Regions from separate parts of the Mus musculus genome. Here regions 2, 3 and 4 are each linked to region 1. The links are chromatin contacts, called in public HiChIP or PLAC-seq and promoter capture Hi-C maps. All regions are on one chromosome and are shown on one strand. The core of a region is the stretch at or near the end of the contact, and the rest is flanking DNA. Distances in the headings are between cores, read along the strand shown.

What was found. Promoter capture Hi-C pulls out the DNA fragments that hold promoters and counts their contacts. HiChIP or PLAC-seq counts read pairs in DNA pulled down with a chosen protein or histone mark.
Region 2: a FOXA1 HiChIP or PLAC-seq map of pancreatic cancer cells shows a contact between it and region 1. The contact joins the enhancer-like site here to the promoter of Micalcl in region 1. A contact is called at or near these places in 3 of 39 promoter capture datasets (the 3T3-L1 cell line, cranial neural crest and hippocampal neurons), 1 of 15 datasets of contacts at CTCF or cohesin (large pre-B cells), 4 of 115 datasets of contacts at active chromatin or transcription factors (embryonic basal ganglia, extraembryonic endoderm stem cells, pancreatic cancer cells and 1 more) and 1 of 9 other capture datasets (adipose tissue).
Region 3: a promoter capture Hi-C map of pre-B cells shows a contact between it and region 1, with 10 times the contacts expected there. The contact joins the promoter of Galnt18 here to the promoter of Micalcl in region 1. A contact is called at or near these places in 9 of 39 promoter capture datasets (the 3T3-L1 cell line, the C10 cell line, the HPC-7 cell line and 5 more), 1 of 15 datasets of contacts at CTCF or cohesin (pro-B cells), 21 of 484 Hi-C or Micro-C datasets (B cells, the Ba/F3 cell line, CD4 T cells and 14 more), 1 of 115 datasets of contacts at active chromatin or transcription factors (astrocytes) and 2 of 9 other capture datasets (adipose tissue and liver).
Region 4: a contact with region 1 is called in an H3K27ac HiChIP or PLAC-seq map of trophoblast stem cells, with 10 times the contacts expected there. The contact joins the promoter of Arntl here to the promoter of Micalcl in region 1. A contact is called at or near these places in 3 of 39 promoter capture datasets (the 3T3-L1 cell line, cranial neural crest and hippocampal neurons), 1 of 484 Hi-C or Micro-C datasets (cortical neurons) and 9 of 115 datasets of contacts at active chromatin or transcription factors (astrocytes, embryonic basal ganglia, embryonic forebrain and 6 more).

Annotation. Positions count from the first base shown.
Region 1 is chr7:112,373,470-112,376,454 of GRCm38.p6, forward strand. Micalcl (MICAL C-terminal like) reads left to right here and starts at 1,388. Exons shown (of 10, transcript NM_001381862.1): 1 at 1,388-1,900; 2 at 2,546-2,620.
Region 2 is chr7:113,183,942-113,186,936 of GRCm38.p6, forward strand. It overlaps a transcript of Arntl not described here. Among named protein-coding and RNA genes, the nearest start is that of Arntl, 22 kb to the right of the region's middle. Within about 2 kb of position 1,285, at least 108 of the 459 cell types and tissues checked have an H3K27ac peak or open chromatin away from gene starts, as enhancers often do. A contact at or near this core is called in adipose tissue, extraembryonic endoderm stem cells, pancreatic cancer cells and 1 more, where this site is marked.
Region 3 is chr7:111,778,312-111,781,238 of GRCm38.p6, forward strand. Galnt18 (polypeptide N-acetylgalactosaminyltransferase 18) reads right to left here and starts at 1,666. Exons shown (of 11, transcript NM_001360903.1): 1 at 1,002-1,666. The coding sequence starts at 1,236.
Region 4 is chr7:113,205,717-113,208,795 of GRCm38.p6, forward strand. Arntl (aryl hydrocarbon receptor nuclear translocator-like) reads left to right here and starts at 1,749. Exons shown (of 20, transcript NM_007489.4): 1 at 1,749-1,928.

The DNA of each region.
Region 1 (2,985 bases), core at 138-2,637:
AGCCGAGTTAGGACATCCACATGCCAACGTGGGTGGGGGGAAAGCCCATGTGGACTCAACCCTACACAAAGAACTGGAGTCAACTAAGGCGTGCTGAGAGGGGAAGAAAGAGTGGGAAGAACACAAGACCCCATTGCCCTGAAAACACACATACGAGTAATATACAAACAGAGCAGGTTATATTTAGGAATGTGTGTGTGTGTGTGTGTGTGTGTGTGTGTAACAACAATTATTGGGGGAAAACCGAGGCCATGAATTTGAAAGAGAGCAAGGACAGGAACATGGGACAGTCCAGAGGGCGGAAAGGGAAGGGAGAGATGATGTGCTTATATTATAATCTCAAAATTAGGAGACCAATGCTGCTGCTCACTTGGGCCCACAGGCTGATACAGAGCAAGGAAACCCGGCCTTTCTACCTGAATTTGCTTCTGTCTTTGTCCAAGCTTTGGGCCAGACTCCTGAGTGTCAATCACTTCAGAAGCGTCTGTGTTGAACTAAGTGATACCCGCCCCATCTCTCCCACCTGCCAAGGTTGAAGGCATAAAGAAGAGAGTGATCCTGGCTTACTTTTAGCCCTTATAGAGTCCTGTTCCAGGCCCCCAAAGAAGTCTACAGGTTTCCAGTCACTGTTCTAACCTACAGTCACTCCTTAGATTTCAGAGCAGCAGAGCATGGCAAACGGTCACGGTGATGAGATCGCACACAGCCCACCCCCAGCCTCCATGATCATGAGAAGGGCGTGGCCTGTTCTCTCAAGCACTAAGATGTTTCTTCTAGTCACTGTGCAGAGCCAGAACAAAACACTGATTAACCAGCCCCACCTGGACTTTGTTCTCTTGCCTCCTGACCCAGATCTTTGTCTATTAAACCCAGAGCTCACATCAGCACTCCAGAGATGGGCTCAAATGCTTGCTTTGTGGTGTTTAAAATACTTAACCTGCATTTTCACAATGGCGTCTGCTCACTTTCTCTGGGAAAAGCTTGACATATGGGTAAAACACCATGGCCAGGACAAACTTAGAAAAGGATGGATTTATTTGGGCTTACGGTTCCAGAGGGATGAGAGTCCAGCATGGCACGGAGGCCTGACAGCAGGCGGCAAGCAGCGGTGGCGGCCAGAGCAAGAAGCTGGGAGCTCACCTCTCCAATAGCAAACACAAAGCAGAAAGTGAACGGGAAGAAGGGTGAGGCTATACATTCTCCGAGTCCAGCCCTCTCAGTGCCCAAGCATTCAAATACCTGAGCCTCCTGGGACATGTCTCGACCCAAGCTTCACAGAACCCATGGAGCCGGGCCTCTGACCTAGGACTCTTATTATATTATGACCTCACTATGGTGAAACTATGCCTACGTGGCCTATTACCACCAGTGGGGCACTTGAGCCATCAGTTCCACTATCCCACTGAGGTTAAAGCAGAGACCCTAAGGAGCTGAAGGTTCTGGTCCTGAGAAAGGAAACCCAGGTAGTGGCTGGCATGGCAGTGCTCAAGTCAGCTCACAGGGGTGGGATCTCACAGGGGTGGGATCTCACAGGGGTGGGCTGATGTCTAAGTGAGGTGAGAGAACATTCACTGGAGAGGTGTTGGATCCAAAGAGTTCTGTGTTCGAACCTTCCCTGTTCATTCTCCCACACCCAGACCCCTCCTGGGGGTCTCTTCCTCCCCCATACCTCCCAGTTCTACCTTCTGCCCCTCACATGTGCGCTCACGCCCCTCCTTTCTCTATGATGGAAGCACGGGGGCCCGTGCCTGAGAGCCCTGCACAGGAACAGGATGCAGCTGGATGCCACATCTGTTCTGAGGTTCGGGGCGGCCAGTGCCTGTGCTCAAGGCCCAGCCAGGCAGAGGGGAAGCACACAGGGCCCTGCAAAAGTGCTTCCGCAGGAACCCAACTTCCAGGAGTCAGTTCTCACTTTCTACTTTATTGGGGCAGGGTCTCTCCTGATGTTTCTATTCTCCCATCTCACTGTAGGACTACCGCCATTACAGACACATGCCTCTACAGCCAGGTTACTTTTTGAGATTGGAATCTAATTACAACATTTCTCCTTTTCTTTCCCTCCCTCCAGACTCTCCTAGACAGTTCTCCCTCCTCTACTTGAAATCATGGCCTTTTTCCTTAATTGCTATTGCATGCATATATGTATTTGTATCATACAGATATATTTCTAAAAATAACCTGTCTTGTTTATATAGTGTTACTAGTATGTGTCTCCAGGCCTGACCAGTTAGCACTGGGCAACTCATTAATGTGCCCTTTCCTGGGGAAGGCTTTCCTTCCTGCTCCCAGCATTTCATCTGGGTTGCAGGGAATCAAACCATCTCCCCAGCCTCCTATATAATTATTTTATGGACGTGTGTATGAATGAGTGAGTGAGTAAATGAATGAATGAATTAATGAATAATGGGAGGGGGGTCAGAGAAGTACACTATGATAAGAAGTGTCTCCGCCCATCCTAAGCATCTTCCTGCTAACTTTTGGTGAGTAAGCCATGGGAGACAAATTCCTCCCCTACACAGCTAATGGTCTCTTACTCCCTCCTCAGCTCTGCAGCGGGCCCATAGCCTCCAGTCTCCAACTCCAAGCAAATACCAGAACTGGAGAAGAAGATTCCAGTCCAGTGAGTCATGGGCAGGGGGAGGGGTGGGGGAGGGCAGTCTCGCTCATTCCTTACATGGTATCTTCTCTGGCCTAGCCTGGAATCCAAGGGCAAGGAAAACTGTTAGCTTGACTTGATTTCCACTGCTGGCTGTAATCATTGCCGAGGGATTTGGGAACTCTCCATTCCTCTCCCTCTACTCGGAAATCCCAGCACCTTAAGATTCTGTAGTTTCACAGAGCTGTAGCAGCTATGAGCTCCAAGTTTGAAATGAGAAAGGGAAACTGAGAGACGGGTGCTTGGTTCTGTCCCAGAAACTGGACTAGATCCCAACCCCACCCCACCTCTGCTTTTGGTTCTATGCCATTGTGACCAAGGCAAGAAGA
Region 2 (2,995 bases), core at 35-2,534, 810 kb after region 1:
ACATGTGTAGGTAAAAACCAAGAGAGACCCGGCTCACACAAGGTGGAGCATTTGACTTCCGCATGTGCACTGTGTCATACACAGGAACACCCGTTTTTGTACACACAAGATTTGTGGTTAGGAGTACATACTGCTCTTGCAGAGGACCCGGGTTTCATTTGGGTGACTCACAACCACATGTAACTCTCGTTCTAAGAGATCAGATGTCCCCTTCCACCCTCTGATGGCATGCGTGTGTGCTCAAACACACATGCACACACATACATAATTTTAAAAAGTAAAATTTAAACTTCACAGTGCAGAACAAACCCCAGGTGAGTCCTAGTCCTTCCATTGTTTTCAGGGCAATGGGAGAGGCAGACAAGAGTGGTAACTTATGTTAAATCATTGGTGAGGGTGTTGAAGACCGCTCTTCCAGAGCTGAGATATGCACCCGGGGAGGCTTGTCCAGGCAGTGTCTACATTGCAGCTTGGAGGACACCTAGCACCAATCTGATGAGGAGTTACAGGGAAGGACAGAGACTTTCAGGGCAGGGAGAGGAGCACGGTACAGGGCTAAAAAGAGTATAGTCGTTTTCCAGAATGCTACTCAAAATTGCCCTTAAAGGCTCTCTATAGATCACCTAGTCCTGCAGGGGGCCTGGGGGCCACCTCCTGTACACAGCTGCTAACTAGTGGGCTTGCTGTAACTTGTACTTAACATTATTACAAACTTAATACTACCCTAAACTGAGAGAGAGAGAGAGAGAGAGAGAGAGAGAGAGAGAGAGAGAGACTCTATTCTGAGTTTAAATGCAGATATTGATGCACCTTGAAACTGTTATCCTCTTAAAATTGAGTAAATCTTTGTGATGCACATGGAAAGCCACACTGGCATGTACAAGGAGGACCACACCCAGACCACCATGTCACAATTCCCTAAAACTTTTATCCACTCTGAACAGAACAAAGAAGACCCTCCCCCATGCCATTCAATGCTGTAAGCTTTTCCAAAGTCCAAGATGGAATAATTGCAGCTCCTTCCTGGGGAATTTCAAGCCCCCCAACCCTGAGAACTGATCGTACAAACTAGTCCTGTACAAGGCAAGTATGGCTGTCAGAAAGGCTGGCAGAGCTCAGCCAGGGAGCCATGAACCCAGTGACCAGTGGAAAGTGCCAAAGAAGCTGACCCTGCCTGAGCAGGAGAGCAGTGTTCTAGGTCCACAGAGTGTCACTGCAGGTTGAAGGGACAGTGTGAAGGAAAGATACAGAGCCTGAAACCACCAATGCTTCCAGGAAGCAGCTGGACCATGTGGTTAGAGGTCCAGGGCATGGCTGGCAATGAGGCTGAGAGTCTATCAGTGTCAAGGACTGTAGGACAGCCTGGCCTGGAAATACCACTGGGTTTTCTCAAGGGAGGGTGTGTACCTTAATTTAAAGGACTCTGAGAGGAGAGAGGTGAGCATATCTGGGTTTCAGAAGAGCCTTCTGCTGCTGGGTGAAATAGCAGAAGCTAGGCAAAACTCTTGTTTGAGACCCTCTGTAGATCTTCGTCCAGATCTTCCCCGTTAGCCCCCAACCTGGTCTCTTATATCATTGACTTTAGATCAGTGCAGCAGAGAAAGCAGAGCCATCCATCACTGCTCATCCCCCACTACCCCGTGGACCTGCCCTATCTCCAGGGATGAGACTCTGGGTAGTGAGGCCATGACCTGATGATGCCCTTGCACACCCCCAAGCCCTGCCAAGGAGAAGCCTTCAGCTGAGACAGAGCTAAGACTTGGCTTCAGAGTCCTTCCCAGAGAAGCCACAAAAAAGCCGACCTCTCACCTGCCCCGGAGACTATCCACTCCCAACTGAGCTATTTCCTAAGCTGTGCTTTCTCACTGACTTAATATTTCAGTTTGGGAAAGCCTCTGCCATTCAGAGGAACAGCCAGAACCTGCAGATAGCCAGACAGCACGTTGAGATGGCACGCTGGTCCCTTGAGACTTTTGGAGAGAAAGATGCCATAATTTCAAGTCACTCACAAAGTCAGTGAATTTGAACCCCTCACAACTCTGAAAACAAGCATGGATCTCTACTTCCAGAGACTGTCCCAATTTCTGCCCACTGTTGTCTGCTGCCCAGTGGCTGCTCTGGGAAAGCGCATCCCACCTAGGTACTGACCCCACTCCACCCACCCAGATGGGGCAACTATCTGTCACATATCAGTTGCTTTGTTTTTCTAATTGTTGGCCTGTTTTGGAAACACTCTCCTAGACTCCTGTGTGAGTCATAGGTTAAGGGGCATGAGTAATTCCTCCGGCACGCCTGGAATAGGAGGGGAGCCTTCCCTTTTGATTTCCGGTCCTAAAAAAAGACAAGCTAGTTCACCCAGAAGGCTAATGAGTTTTGACAGTGAGGGTGGCCTAGCTGGCCTGGAAAGCCACCTTTTGTGCTATAGGGTTTAGCAAAACATTAGTGCCTCCTCTATTTTTCTTTGGAATTATAAAAGGACACCTGTATATCATTTTGCTGGGATGGGCTGAGCCTCTGAGCCCATCCGATGACACTCTGAGCCGTGACACCCGAGGGGCAGAACAACCAGATCTGTTTCTTTTGCTGAGTTGTTGGGAAGGGGGTTGGCCCTCCTCCTACTGGGTTTATTATTGTCAGCAGGGGTGGGGTTTTACCCCCTGCTTACTGAGCAGTGATGATGTGTCCACTCCCGATGGGTGTGGCTCCCTTTGTAGCCAGCACCGACTTCCTGGAGGGAGTGTGATAGAAGAAAGTGACCCCATCTGCCCTGATTCTGAGTGAACTTCAGAAAGGACCAGCTGCTTCGTGGCCTGAGAAACTACAGTGACAAACTACAATGAACTCCAGGGGCCAAATAATGAGGAATGTTCATCGTCTATCCGACATAATTTTGTATAGTTTTTATGTTCTGCAATGGGTACGGTCAGAGGGGAAGATGCAATCTTACTGTTGGTTTACTGGGAATCTTTGTGAGCCCCTTATTTACTGATTGCTT
Region 3 (2,927 bases), core at 416-2,915, 590 kb before region 1:
AGGAGCCCCGAGCTCCATCCCTTCCCTCTGATACTCACACTGCCCGGGTCACAGCAGGAGACTTCTCTATATCCTACTGTCTCTTTGGACCCAGTCTGGAGACACCCACCCACTGCAGCCTTGGATTTCAGACCCAGCTCCTGTGGGTTTGTCTGCTCTGCTGTGGCTGCTTCCTGCTTCCGCAACTGAGGTAACTGTCCTGGCAGATTGGCCTTGCTAGAACCCGGAAGGCTCTGAAGTAAAGCCGCAGCCCAGCGTGGGTTTTCTCCATCCGAAACAGAAGAAACACCACCACAGTGGACTAAGCTGCTTCTTGGGTTTGACACCTGCTCCTTAGGGGAGGATCCTGGATAGGCAGGTGTGCTCTAGGTGGGGACAGTTTTCTACTTAAGATGCCCCCTGCAGTCCCAGTCCTACTGAGACTGACTGAGGCTGGAGCCAATACTGGGCCGATGTAATTTTCTACTCCGCATTTGTCTTGAAGCTTGCTGCTCCTTAAAACCCACAGTTAGAGTCATACAAGGCATTTCTCTTGTCCCTTACAAGCCCGGCAAATAAGCTCTTTTGCCCTCACATTCTCTCTTGGAAGCACAAACATCCAGTCAGACACACTCCCGGACTAGTGTGAGATCCTGCGATCCTGGAAAGGAGCACCCTGGAATCATACGCACGTTTGGACACGTGCACATCGCGTCCCCATACTGACAGCAAGCTACACACACACACACACAGACACACACACACACACACACACACACACACACACACACACACACACACCACCTGTGCACACGCGTACACAGGGAAGACTCACAGGGCGGCAGACACAAAAGATCCAGGACACCAGTCCTTGCAATCCCTCCAACCACGTAGCTGCCAACCTATAGCCCTCCCTGCAATCGCTGGTCTCCTACGCATTGGCCCCAGCGCATCCCACAAGCAGAACACACTGGGCACTCCCGGGCCTCGCGCCTGGCTCAAGTTTCTCAGGACGCCTGTACCTTGGATATGCTGTTTGATGACATTCTCCAAGTGGTCCAGCCGCTCGATAATTTTCAGGGTGTCCCCTTTATCTTCCTCCAGCTTCTTGTCGGGCACTGGCTCCTGCCCCCGCACATACACGCTGGCGATGTAGTTGGTGACCCAGCCCACGTACAGCAGGCATATGATGTTGGTCATGCCGCTTAGGATCACGCAAGTGGACACCAAAGTTTTGGTCTTCCTGGTACACACCATTCTGGGGTCCTTCCTCCATATAGAGCACCCGGGGCCCCTCCTCGCTGTACACCCCAAACTCCCCCGCGCTCAACCCCCTTGGCACGTCTGGGGTCTCTGGGTGCGCCAGCACCTAAGTCTCTCCAAAGGCGGGTCTCCTGGCAGTGTGAGCTGCGGCGCACAACTTTGCAGCTCCGGCCGCTGGCCACCCTGAGAAAGAGCTCCACAAAGAAAACGAGGTGGGTCTAGATTTTTGTTTTGGGCTTTTCCCCCGCAAATTCAAAATCCCCGAGCTTTTCCCTAGGCGGTCACGGGTGGCCGGCAGTGGCGAGACGAGACCTGCAGGGCTGGGAAACTTTGTCACTGCCAGGGCCCAGCCGCGTTGCTTTCCATCTCCAGTGCTGGCTGCCTGGGAGATGCCACCAGCCCTCCGCTCGCCGCTCAGGAGAACCGCGGCTGTGGCTGCGACCAGAGGAGCGAAGCAGAGCGGCCCGGCCCCCTCCGAGCGACAAGCGCCGCCACCAATCGCGCTCTGGCTCTGGAAAAGGGTCGGGACTGGGCGGCTGCGGACCAACGAGGAGGGGCCAGGGGGCGGAGCCCCGCCCCGCGCCCCACCTGCTGGCAGCAGGCTCCGGTCCGGACACAGCTGAGTCTCCCGCGCCCTCGGGCCACCCTAGGGCCTGCAGATCAGGAACCTCCAGTCCCCGCCCAGGCCGGCAGATTCCACCTCTAGAGTAATTCCCCGCTCGCGCTCCCGCTAAGAAGCCCAAGCTTTGGGGACCAAGATGCTCCTATACCCTCACCTTCCCCAACTGAGGGCATTCTGCTTTTCCACCTGAAAAAACGGACTCCTCGCCTCCATCTCCTTTTTGATAATGGAGACTCAAACCATACAAGTGGCTAGGCCTCATAATGTCCACACCTTATGCTTCTTGAGCCTTTACTCTGCCTCTCTCTGTTGGTCTCCCGGGTGTCACCAAATGCCTTCCGGAAATCTCTAGGAGAGGCATAGTGAATAGTGAGGGTGTCTCTGCAATCGTTGGTCACATCTATGCACTATGCAGCTCCCTGGACGAATTCATGCTCTGGGAGCCGTTACTGCTTATGGATATCACTACACCCCACGTCTAAGGAAGCCTTATACGCAGTATTGGGACAAGAGGATGCAATTCTCCATGACTTGTATAATTCCCACACATTCAGTGTTCATGGCTATCAAGTGGTCGACAGAGCCTTTCTGGAGAGAGGATGTAGAAACACACACACACACACACACACACACAGAGAGAGAGAGAGAGAGAGAGAGGCTCCTGGGTTTGATGCTCCTGTATGTGTTAGTTACATGAGCTTGAGCAAGGGTCAGAACACCATAAGAGACATTTCCCCCATCTATCAAATATCAACAATACCTTCCTGCTTATAAGTATTAAATGAGAGGATATACCAAAAGGGCTTAGGACAGGACACACAGTGGGTGCCCAGGCTCCTGTGGTTATCATTCCAGGATGCAGTTCCTCCCTTCCCGGGTCCAAGAACACCACCTGGCTGCTCAGCAAACCTTGATTTTTCTATTGACCACTCTCAGCTCTTCTCCCCTACTGGAAGCTACAGAGTCTAAGGCTGTGGGCAGCAAGAAGGAGCTTGTCCTCTAGCTGGCTTGGTTCCACCTCATTGGCTTTCTGCTTGAATGTCTTTCTTTACCATCAGCAATT
Region 4 (3,079 bases), core at 499-2,998, 830 kb after region 1:
CCAGCATCTTCAGGTTACTGGTACTTAGCTAGCTATTAGTCCATTTAATTAGGTCAGCATCCAGCCCACATTTCCATCTTGTAAGTAATATCTTTTCTAATGCTGTATTAAAGTTCCATCTACACAGAGAGATTCCTTCACAGAACAGGACAGAGAAAGAATAAATCTGCTTTGAAACTCAGGGGAAGTGGGAAGTTACCCATGAAGTTCTTTGGTCTTGAAGCCAATTCACATTTCAACCAAGGCTGTGTGCCTTGCAAAGGGCTGGACATGGGTCATGGCTTTATAAGCATTGAAATGCTGCCTTGTGTCCCAGGAACCTGCCTGTCTAGAATTCATTCTATAGTCACACGAGCTGGTCCACTTCACATAAGTGAGTCGAGTGTTTTGATCCCATTTGTTCATGGATCCAGCCCACATTTGCAGAGTACTTTCTGGGTGTCAGCCCTATCCCCAACACCCCACCCAGGCCCCTCCAGCACATGCTAAAGGGGAGGGAGCACACATGGTTCAAAAAGGACGAAGTGGCCTTGCTATCAGGAAGTTTAACATTTAGAAGGTTTGCCAGTTGTTTGAAGGTAGAAACAAGACAACTTCTTTCCCTCTCCCCCTCTCTCTCTATTTCTCCCTCCCTCCTCTTCCTCCCCTCTCTCTGTCTCTTTCTTTAAAAATAAATAAATAAATCTCTGAGCAGGTGGTGCCTCGGGAGGCAAAAGCAGGCGGATCTCTGTGAATTGGATTCAAAGCCAGCTTGATGATCTACAGGAGTTCCAGGATAGCTAGGGCTACAACAGAACAACTAACCACCCAAACAAACAACTTTGCAACTTTTCTTTCTTTCCCGCTCCTTTGATACTTTTGCAAAGTACATTTGCTAGGGCCATGTCCATAACATGTAATAGAATCTTGCTCAGGTCTCACCCTGTGGCCCCGGCTAGCTCAGTACTCGCGATTATGCCCCTGCCTCAGCTTCTTGAGGGTTGGAATTACAGACTACGCCACCACCCCCGGGAGACTTCTCTTCCGATCGGGAATGACAGCTCCACTGGACGCTTGGAGGTCAAGAGAAAAAAAAAAAAAAAAAAAAAAAGAACGCGCGATCCGGTTAGTCGTCGGAAGGAAAAGTCTTCTAAATGCGCTAGCTATTAGCGCTGTGGTTCCGACTAGGACAAGCCAGGGGTTTCAGGAAGGTTCTGTCACTCTGTGTTCCTAAAATGTGGTTTCCTAGATGGAGCTGGAGAGGGATGGGCGAAGAGATGCGGCGTTTTCTCAGTGTTCTGCGAGCCAGGAAGGGGACGGAGGAGGAGGGAGAGCTGAGAGGCAGTCACTAGCCAGGGACGCGGCTGAGGAGCAGGGGACAACGGCGAGCTCGCAGAGTCCGCAACGCAGTGGCCTCAGCGAGCTTTAGACCTGAGGGGGAAAACCGAGGGCTGGGGCAAGAAATCCACAGAGCGTGCCAATTGGTCCACTCCTCGGGGCGTGTGCTTCTGTGCGCCAAATGATTGGTGAAGGGAAAGTAGCAGGTAAACCAGCCCTGCCGTCTTGCCATTGGTCAGAGGCTTTCCTATCGGTCACTCGATTGGCTAGCCTAACGCAGAGCAGAACGCGAATTGGTTTGGGTTGTCCGCCAAGACAACTCCGTTCGCTCTCTCTGATTGGCTAACGGGAAGAGGCAGGTATCCGGGCTGCGCGGCTCCTCCATTGGTGGGCGGGGAAGGGGGGTTGGGCACAGCGATTGGTGGGCGGGGGGCCGGGCCTGGGCCGGCGGGGAGCGGATTGGTCGGAAAGTAGGTTAGTGGTGCGACATTTAGGGAAGGCAGAAAGTAGGTCAGGGACGGAGGTGCCTGTTTACCCGCGCCGGACTTGCCGCCGCCGCCGCCGCGGGATCCGAGTGCGGGTGCGGGCGCGGGCGCTCGCAGCGAGCCACGGTGAGTGTCGGCATGGCTGCGGGCAGCAGCCGTCTCGGGGCGTCCCGTCGGGGGTCGCGAGTTCCCGGGCGGGCGCACCGCCCCCGCCCGCGGCGCAGCCGGGCCGCCGGGAGCCCTGCCCGACGTGCCCGCTGCCGGCCTTAAAGGGCCCGTGCGGCTCCCAGCCCCCACCTAGCCTCGGGGAGGCTGCGCCCCTTAAAGGCGCCGCTCCCGCGCACCCCCATCTTCCCCGCCTGGGCTGCACAGCGGGCGGGGGAGGACTGGGGGGACCCTGGGACGCTGTCAGCGGGTGCGCCCACCTTCCCCGCGCGGGCATCACCACCTGGCTCGGGAGGGGGCGGCCAGCGGCCTCTTAAAGAGACAGCAGTACCGGGTGGCAGCAATGACCCGAACCTGGGAAGAGCTCCGGGATACATCCCCGGGAGCTTCTGGATCCCCGAGGAGATGGCCGGGACGCGGGCAGAACGATGCTATGCGGCGCTTGCCTGGTCAACCCTTCTACACTTCTCCCTCGGGAGCCGGGTGGGGGCGGGGAGGGCGTCTCCGTCAAGTCGGGGAGTCCGTACTGGTACGTCCCTATGGCCTGTCTTGGGGCTGGCGCGGACCCCGGGAATCCCCTGGCTGGCTTGGACCAGGCCCACGGACAGCCGTCGGGCCTGCGCTGTCCGGTACCTGGGTGGTCCTGGAGGATGTGTCTTCCCCGTTGGGTCTGGGAGTAGGTACCCGATGGCGTGGGGACTGTGCCCTGTGCCCGGTAGGCGTCAGAGACCCAAGGAGTGCGCAGCAGAGGCTTCACTCCGATGCGGGTTTGACAGATAATCGGGGAAGAGGAAGGTTTCCACTGGAGATTACCCCAGTGTAGACAGCTTGGGGTGCTCGGGTTTGCAGGGAGAAGTCAAAGATAGAATTTTAGGCAGACTCGGGGCGCACATGGAAGCCATCCCCGGGGTCGCGTAGCGGGTTGTGTTCGGAAATGAGTGCGTTGGACACCGGTGTGTGTGTCTGTCAGAGTTGCGCTGGCCAAGCTGACATGATCGCCCCTTACCTGTTCGGGGTGCACCTTCTCCAGTCCTTTCCCTACATTTAGCCTAGTTTTGACCCTCTGACCCCTTGAGATCTGGCTCCTCTCCTGTCTTAAGTTGCTACTTTTA